Regions from separate parts of the Mus musculus genome. Here all the other regions are linked to region 3. Evidence: chromatin contacts called from public Hi-C and targeted proximity ligation data. All regions are on one chromosome and are shown on one strand. The core of a region is the stretch at or near the end of the contact, and the rest is flanking DNA. Distances in the headings are between cores, read along the strand shown. Region 1 overlaps Tjp2 (tight junction protein 2). Region 2 overlaps Tjp2 (tight junction protein 2). Region 3 has its middle 50 kb from the start of Gm34076.

Evidence for each region. Hi-C and Micro-C count contacts between places; a contact is called where the count stands out from the background.
Region 1: a contact with region 3 is called in a targeted proximity ligation map of pancreatic cancer cells. A contact is called at or near these places in 4 of 484 Hi-C or Micro-C datasets (the HL-1 cell line, MC3T3-E1-derived osteoblasts, myocytes and 1 more), 2 of 130 datasets of targeted methods (embryonic stem cells and pancreatic cancer cells) and 1 of 9 other capture datasets (pancreatic islet).
Region 2: a contact with region 3 is called in a Hi-C map of uterus, with 2.5 times the contacts expected there. A contact is called at or near these places in 17 of 484 Hi-C or Micro-C datasets (the HL-1 cell line, embryonic stem cells, myocytes and 7 more), 3 of 130 datasets of targeted methods (cardiomyocytes, heart atrium and pancreatic cancer cells) and 1 of 9 other capture datasets (adipose tissue).

What each region holds. Positions count from the first base shown.
Region 1 is chr19:24,165,169-24,167,868 of GRCm38.p6, forward strand. All of the region lies in intron 2 of Tjp2 (tight junction protein 2), which reads right to left. Among named protein-coding and RNA genes, the nearest start is that of Tjp2, 59 kb to the right of the region's middle.
Region 2 is chr19:24,097,292-24,099,991 of GRCm38.p6, forward strand. Tjp2 (tight junction protein 2) reads right to left here. Exons shown (of 24, transcript NM_001376368.1): 21 at 2,162-2,272; 22 at 710-1,024. Among named protein-coding and RNA genes, the nearest start is that of Gm41824, 18 kb to the left of the region's middle.
Region 3 is chr19:23,966,033-23,968,732 of GRCm38.p6, forward strand. No RefSeq gene overlaps it. Among named protein-coding and RNA genes, the nearest start is that of Gm34076, 50 kb to the left of the region's middle.

The DNA.
Region 1 (2,700 bases), core at 198-2,697, 200 kb after region 3:
AAACAAACAAACAAACACACCAAACTGCTATCCATTCCAAAGGCTAACCCCCCATGGTCTATTTCCTTATTGCTAATTCCTATTCCAGAAACTGACTACCAAGGTCCAGCTGTAAAGTCTAGCAATCAAAAGCTCCCTTCAGGCACCTAATTAACATGCACAATTAAAATTAAACACTTCATCTCAGCACAGGGTTTCCCATTTCACCTTTATAAACCATCATTTGCCTGTCCCCTCTCCATCCAGAGGCAGCCCTTTATCCCATTCCAAGACAAATAACCCTCTTCTTTCTTTTCTCTCCGTTCTCCCTCTTCCTCTGGCTCCTGTCTCATCCCTTAACCCTGACCTCTGTCCCTCCAGAGCAAATACATCTCCTTTGTGCTAAGCGCACATTTTTCCTTTTAACAAGTCTGTGTCTATAAACTGGGCATGGTGGTGCACATCTTTAATCCCAGTCAGGAGGATCTCACCTAGTCTACATAGTGAGCTCCAGGACACACAGCCAGACCTAATATACAGATGGAGGAAAAAGGAAGTCTCTAGCTCCGGCTCCAGGGATGTGAGATTCTTGTCTGGCCTCTGAGAGTATAAGGCGCAAACAACCACCGAGTACACAGACATACAAGACGGCAAAACACCATACATATAGAGAAAAAAATAATTCCAGAAAAAAATTAAAATAAAATCTGGAAAAGGGAGGAGAAGACAGTCGCTACTGGCTTGAGGGAAGAGAACCCTGTGGCTCTGGCTAGTACATTATTCAAGCTGCAACTTAATAACAGATCTTTCCATTGCTCTGTGAGCTAAGCAACTACCAGGCTCCCTGGGACCTTTGCCGTTAAACAGTATGTCTTTTTAAAAACGTCTTTCTGAAAGAATCCAATGGATGCCTTTTTAAAAGAAAAAAAATAAGAAAATAACACACACATATAGCTGAAAGAGCAAGTAATTTGGAATATCTTGCTCCAAACTCCTTAGAATGTTCTCTAAGCTTTACACTCGAGCACTGAGAGCCCCCAGGAAGTTAGGGGCCACAGATGACTTTATTAGCCATCTAAACTAAGCAGAGCTGAGGTCTGCAACTCACATAAAGTGGCCAGTTAATTAGCGCTGCAGTTTCTGCTGCTTCTGGGCCTAAGTTCTGCAACACAGTAACAATTTTAATGGAGACCAACCTGAGCTAAACACAGCCCCATCTCAACAACAGCACACTGAGAGGTCCAGAAGCAATTCTACACTTTTTTTGGTTAAGACTTTTTAGTTCATCCAACTATCATCCATTCGCTACAGAAATATGAGGAATTCTCTCAATTAAGTTCGCCACTAGTCTGAGTCATGCTAGCTCATGCCTTCCCAAATCGAGTCAATCTGATAAGTACACAGTGACTTCGTCTGATGCCCTGCCCCGAGAGCCCTTGTGCCTACCACTCTGACTCACACAAGGGCAGGGCTCACAGCTAATGGGAAGTGACTGGCGGTATGCAGTGGCCGGAGGAAACAGGGGCAGGTGTACACCAGCCAATCCCACACAGCCGAGCAGCTGACTCCTCACTGAAGAGGGCTAAAGAGGAAGAAGCCTGCTCCTCGGTCGGAAACTGAGCTCACCAGGAAGTCCTTTAGTTTTGCTAAGAACCTCCCTCACTAATCTCATCGATTCTACTCCGCTGAATCCTCCGGAGACTGAGAGTGGCCGGTGACGTGAAGGTGTTGTCTCCGAGCTACAGGGATGACTCTCCTGGGTGAAACCCCACCCACCCAGGTTCTCAGGTGCGCCTGCTATCCTTGTAAGGCAAAAAGAAGAAACTGAACTTGAGCCAAGTGGGTAGGATCAGCTCTCAGATCATGTAAACAAATTGCTATAGTCGGACATTAAAGCAATGAGGCCGGCTGACAAATTTCTTTTTCCTTCCTCCTGAGAACAAAGGCCCTAGAAGCTCCAAGCCCTAGAAGGAACAAATACTACTAGAAAGCATTAGACCTTAAAAACTTTTGGTCCTGCAGGGGAGCTCCTTAGGCAGGGAGGTAAACACACACACACACACACACACCCCTGCGGGGAAGACGACTCTCAAGCAAAAAGACCTGCTTGGAAGACATTTCTGCCACCTGAAGCTGCAAAGGACCCTCCAATCTGCTGAGCTGCCTGCAGGCTGTCCAGTGTGGTCCAGGTTCCCAGCCTTTGTGAGCTGTCACCCATGCCGGGGTGAACTTTGGCGATAAGAGTTATTCTGGGGTGATCTGTGCTCATCCATATGGGATCATTTCTATTCCTGAATTCAGATTCCTGTAGGGAACCCCAATAAAACTCACTGGGTCGCCAAGCTGGACTTTGGTGGTATCCTTACCACTAAAAATTGGGTGTATCATGGGTTCCCAATCTGGGATTGAGTGTTTTGTCCACCCCGTAAAATAAAAAATTAAGTCACACAACACCTGGCTCGCCTTACCTTCAACTCAAGGAACTAAAGTTTCTCTATCACGATCCACGTTTTCCTTTGTTAGGATGGCAAAAATGTAACTGGACTTTGAGACTGGTGTACAGTCTAAAAACTTACCACCAAAAAAAGCTACAAACCTGGTCTGGACAGGTGTCTCAGCAGTTAAAAGCACTAGCTGTTCTTGCCAAGGACCAGGGTTTGATTCCCAGAACTTCATTCTCTGCTCACAATCACCTGTCAGCCCAGACCCAGAGGATCTGCC
Region 2 (2,700 bases), core at 195-2,694, 130 kb after region 3:
TCCTGGGCTCCAGTGACTCTCCTGCCCTGGCCGACTCCTGCCGACTGTAGCCCTGCTCCCACTTCTGTGGTCACAGGTTCTCTGATACTGAAATATCTCACGTGCATCTCAAACATTCTACCAGCTGAAAAACTATGGCCCACTGTCCCAATGGCTGCCAGTATGCTATGGCAAATCTGGGAACACATGAAAGGCCCGAGGACCAACTAACCATCACCCATATTCCAGCTACAATAACATCTGAGAGGTACTGACTTTAACCCCCCAGCTCAGACCGGGACACAGATCTGCAGAATGGAGATGAGTCTTGCTCATCTGGACTGAACTTGCTTATCTGGCTTTGGTTTTTTTTTTACTTGTTTCTGTTTTCCAAGACAGGGTTTCTTTGTATAACCCTGACTGTCCTGGAACTCTTTGTAGATTATGCTTATGTTAGCCCCAAACTCACCAAGAGCCACCTGCTTCTGCCTCCCCAGTGCTAGGATTAAAGGCGTGCCCCATTACACCCGGCACTGATTGGAAGGTTCTCGATTGGAAGTGAAAAGGCTGCGCTACCAGCTAGAAGCAGCACAAGAGAACTGTGTGGGTGGCTGTGCCTGGCATGACTCTGGCAGTGGGGAAAGGGGTGTGCCCTGCTACACCTCGAGCAAGCATCTTGAAACTCTCACACGGGGCAAGCTAAGATGCCCTGGTGGTTGAAAACAATTACCCTCGCATTCTGGGCCTCCTGGAGCTCCTGCATCCTCTGTAATTTTGCCTTGTGGTCCATCTTCTCGAATATTTTCACTCTGCCCAGGACTGATCTGGGAGCATCTTCCTGCTCCTCGGTGCTCTCTCCAACCTCCTCGCTCTCAGGCATAGGGACTGGAGTGGAAGGCTTCAGGATGGGCCGCCCAAAGGCAGGCTTCGCTGCAATAGGGGGAGGATAGCCTTTGGTGGATCCCCCCGGGATTTCACTGCCGGCTGTGGCGGGGAGGTTTGACTTGGAGTAGTCGAAGGAGTCTTCTCTGTTCTGGCTTCTTGCCTGCAGAGAGCAACAGCATGCCTTTGACCTTGGGCTTTTAGTTTCTTTTCAGAGCTACATTAGTGATTTAATACATTGTGTTTCCTGATCAGTTTCCAAAGGTGGACAATGTAACCATCTTGACAGAGTCAACTATGACAAGGCAAACAGCCTGGCCGGCATCTTGAGCCCCACCTGTGAATGACAGAAGTGTTGGCAGAGTGGGGTGGCCAGCAATAGTTAGAGGTGGAACAGTGTCACTTCATGGTGGCCTCTCACAGAAGACATCAGTTTTGGAGAGGAAAAAAGTAGGTTTGTCTGGGATCAACCTGCCTGGAGGGTATGAGCCTGGGCCAAAAAGTGAGAGCTATGCATGGCTGTGGGGTAGCAAGGCTAAGCTGGAGTGGGGAAAGGGCAGACAGGACCCCATTCCAGCGCTCGCTGCGCCTTCACTTTCAGTTCCAACCCTGCCGCAGGCCTTTGGTGCCCTCTTATATCAAGTAACTAATTACTGCTGACAGCTTACATAGTCACTAATCCTTCTCATCCAAGTTACTGAGTTAAAAAAAAATTTTAACTGAGCTATAAGGAAAAGCCTACCGTTATTGGCTGATTATGATCTGGGGCAAGAAACCGCATGACTCATGCCCTGAAGCCCTTTCGTTGATTCTAGATAATTTACTAAATCAGTAAGTTAAGATACTTTTATAGTGAGAGGCATTCTACGCATCAGCGTTGCGAGTTTTTCTCAGCAGATCATCAGTGAGGAGTTTCTGGTATGTCCAAATTAGATTACGGGCAGAAAAATTTTTTTGGGTAGAAAAAGAACAAACAAAAACAAAACAAAACAAAACAAATAAGCAAAACCGCCAAGATTAGTGATTCTGGCGGGCAGCATTTGGGACAGTATTTCACTTTTCTACCAAAATTAATAAATAAAAAGTAAACAAATTAACTCATTCACCATGAAGCCTAAAATCATAGCTTGTTCTCACAGTGGCTTTTGGGTTTATCTCTCGCTCTTCCCTGGTTTTTATGGCTCACTCAATGGTCTGAAGGACACAGTACATAGCCTCATTGTGTGTCCCCCCGGGTGCCAAGGGGCTCCAAGGCGCCCGTGTCCTCCTCCTTCCCATCCTGGGCTTCCCAGCCACATACCTTGGGCGGCTCTGGCTTGAAGGCTGGGGGCGGGCTAGCATCCCTAAGTTGGTCTCTGCTAGCAGCCCTCCTCATCTGAGCTCGTGGCTCTGGGCTGGATTTCCTTATGTTCTATAAAACATAAAAAGTTCATTCACACCAAGAACGCCCAAGCAGAGAGAAGAGAGCACTCTGCTCCGCTGGATTTCTGAACACCTGTGGGAACTAAGAAGCTGAAGAGCTAGGGCAGCTCTCTCTTACTGCGAAGAGAGACACCCACCATCCTTCCCTAGAGAAAGCTTAGGACACACTTCACTAGAGTGGGAGTACAAGGCAGCCATGCTCTGACCTTTAAAGGAAGGAAGAGAAACCAAGTCAAATACTCCTATAATCTAAAGGTCTGTGTCACTACCTGCAGTAATCGTAAGCATTAGCTCCTCCTACGTCTGTCGTTATTAGCTTATTCTTTACTACTTATCTGTTATATATTAATAGTCTGTGTGTGCGCACGTGTGTGTGTGGGGGGGGGGCTTTTTCTTCCTTGATTTTTCTTGGGAGAG
Region 3 (2,700 bases), core at 24-2,523:
GGTCTGCAACCCTATAGGAGCTCTACAACAATATGAACTAACCAGTATCCCCCAGAGCTCGTGGCTCTAGCTGCATATGTAGCAGAGGAAGGCCTAGTCAGCCATCAATGGGAGGAGGGGCCCTTGGTCTTGCAAAGATTCTATGCCCTATGCCCGTATAGGGAATGTCAGGACCAGGAAGCTGGAGTGAGTGGGTTGGGGAGCAGGAGGAGGGGGAAGGGGATAGGGGATTTTCGGAGAGGACACTAGGAAAGGGGATAGCATTTGAAATGTAAATGAAGAAAATATCTAATAAAAAATAAAAAAAGAAACGCCAGCCAATGCAATTAATAATAATAATAGTAATAGTAGTAGTAATAATAATAATATAGTTCTAAAAAACATAATAAAGTCAGACTTCGTTTGTTTGTTTGTAGACAGGGCCTTGTTACATAATTCAGACTGGCCCGAACTCATGACTCATCTCCATTTTGTAAATGCTGGGATTACAGACTGGCAATCCATCTTTGGTGTCATCGTGACTCTTTTTAAAACAGACGCTGGGCCAGCGAGAGGGCTCACCTGCGCAAGGCGCTTGCTGCTAAGCCTGATGACCTGAGTCGAATCTCTGGGACCCACACAGTGGAAGGAGAAAGTCAACCTCTGCAGGGTAATCTCTGACCTCTACAAATACACGGCAATGTGTCCATACACATGCACACACAAGAAATAAATACATAAGTAATTATGTATATAGATGTAAAAAAGTTTTAAAGAGAAGTGATGTCATGGGGTTGGTGTTCCCACTCCACGTGAGTCTCTGAGTACTCTCCTTCCCTCCCAGGTTCCACCCATCAGTGTCCTTGGAGAAACAAGCAATCGCTCATGACTGAGGCAGAAAATAGATAGATACTACGGTTCTACCACTTGGCAATTATGTAACCTCAAGCAAGTACATTTCTTTCATTGAATATTTGGGCTCCTGAGCTACAAAATAAAGCAGCAGCCTTCCCGATTAGATGCCTCTAGCTCCCTTCTTAGGTTCACTGTTAAAAACCTGCTCACCTTCTGCAAGCAGGCTTGAGGCACACAGGCAAAGCAGCTCACAAGACAATTCTCCTTGCTTGGAAGTCTCTTGTGCCCTGCCCCCTCTCTCCCTCTTGTCCTCCCACCCCCAAGTCCACTGTGAATTCCTCTTTTTGGGTTAGAATCCACACACAGTATCTAACAGGCACTGGAAAAGCCTCTGCAGACCTGGGGCCTCCAGCCACTTGGCAAGAGCAGGACGATGATTCATCCTGAATGTTTGCCTCTTGCCTTTTAGTTAAGGCAAAACACAAGAGAGCTTGCCAGCTACTGGGATAAGAGGAGCTCCCTACTCAAAAACCATAAGCCTGAGGCAAGGCGTGGGTGGCAGAGCTTCCTACTCTGAAAAGGACACAGACTGCAGATTCTCTCTTGGAGCAACCTCTTAATCCCCTGGCCCTCTCAAGTTTCCTTGTTGGATGCTCAGACTCTACCCTGATGTACTTAGTCCAATTTTAGTAAGAAAACTGCACCCTTCCGGTCTGACCAATACCTCATTCTCTGCCTGCCTTCCATCTTCTCACTTTGACCTGCCTTCTGCAATCATTTGATTGAATTGATAAATCAAGAATTACCCGAAGGCTGGGAATGTGGCTCCATAGGAGCAGACTTGCCCAGCGTGCACCAAGTTTTGGGTTCTAACCCCGGCAACAGGACACTACCACCACACACCCTACTAGAAATCTCTGTCGTTGGGCTGAATCTGACCTCTCTCCCTCACTACAGACCCTCTTGAATAAAGTCACACCTTGCCTTAAAAAAAAAAAAAAAAAAAAAGAGCAGTGGGACATTTACTTTTGTTTTTTCCATCTAGACCTACAACATCAATAGATATAAATAAATTCTAGTGTTTCTTGTTTTTATTTGGGGTGGGAGGCAGGAGGGAAATAAAGGGTTAGAGAAAGAACTGAAAACAGGTGACCTCCTAATTTTTCTTCTTAACAGGGAGTACTGCCATTCTGACAGCAGGGTCACCTACAGGTCACATTTTGAGTTTATAACAACAGCATCCTGTGAAATTCTAAAGGAGAAAATGTTTGCTTCTTTTGACACATATGCCCACCAAGCGCACCTTGCCTTTAAACCTTTTTTTTTTTCCCTGTTCTCAATACTTGTCTCCTTGCTATGACCTGCATGCACTACCTGCCAAGGTGAACAGCATTGCCCTCTCTCTTCTTGCTTATCTTTGCCTCCTCAGCCCCTGGCCCTCTGCCTAGGAGCCTGTAGCTCAGTAAATACCTGTTGAGTGACTAGCTGAGTGAAGTGGAAGAAAAGTGCTGCCTTCTGGCTGCAGGCCTGACTTGCTTTTCAGAAGCCCCAGGGAGGAACACCTTGTAAACAAAGATGGCTGTGTTGAGGCCTTTTCCAGGGGCTCCCTCAGTTGTTCTCAGCTGTGGCAGCCCAGGGAAAGGTGGAGATAGGCTCCTTTGTTTTGCCTCAAAATCTCCTCTCCCGTGGAGAGGCTGGAGGCAGCTCCAGTTCTTCTGATGTTGAGGGATTTAAAGAGCCTTGGACTTTGGCACTGCAGGCCTCTCCAGGGATCTTCAGTTACTCACAGCCTCCTATACAGAGAGGAGGTACCGGGTGTGTGGGGCCAGTGCCTACTTGCTCCTGCTCCCTTCCAGTCTCCTCTTC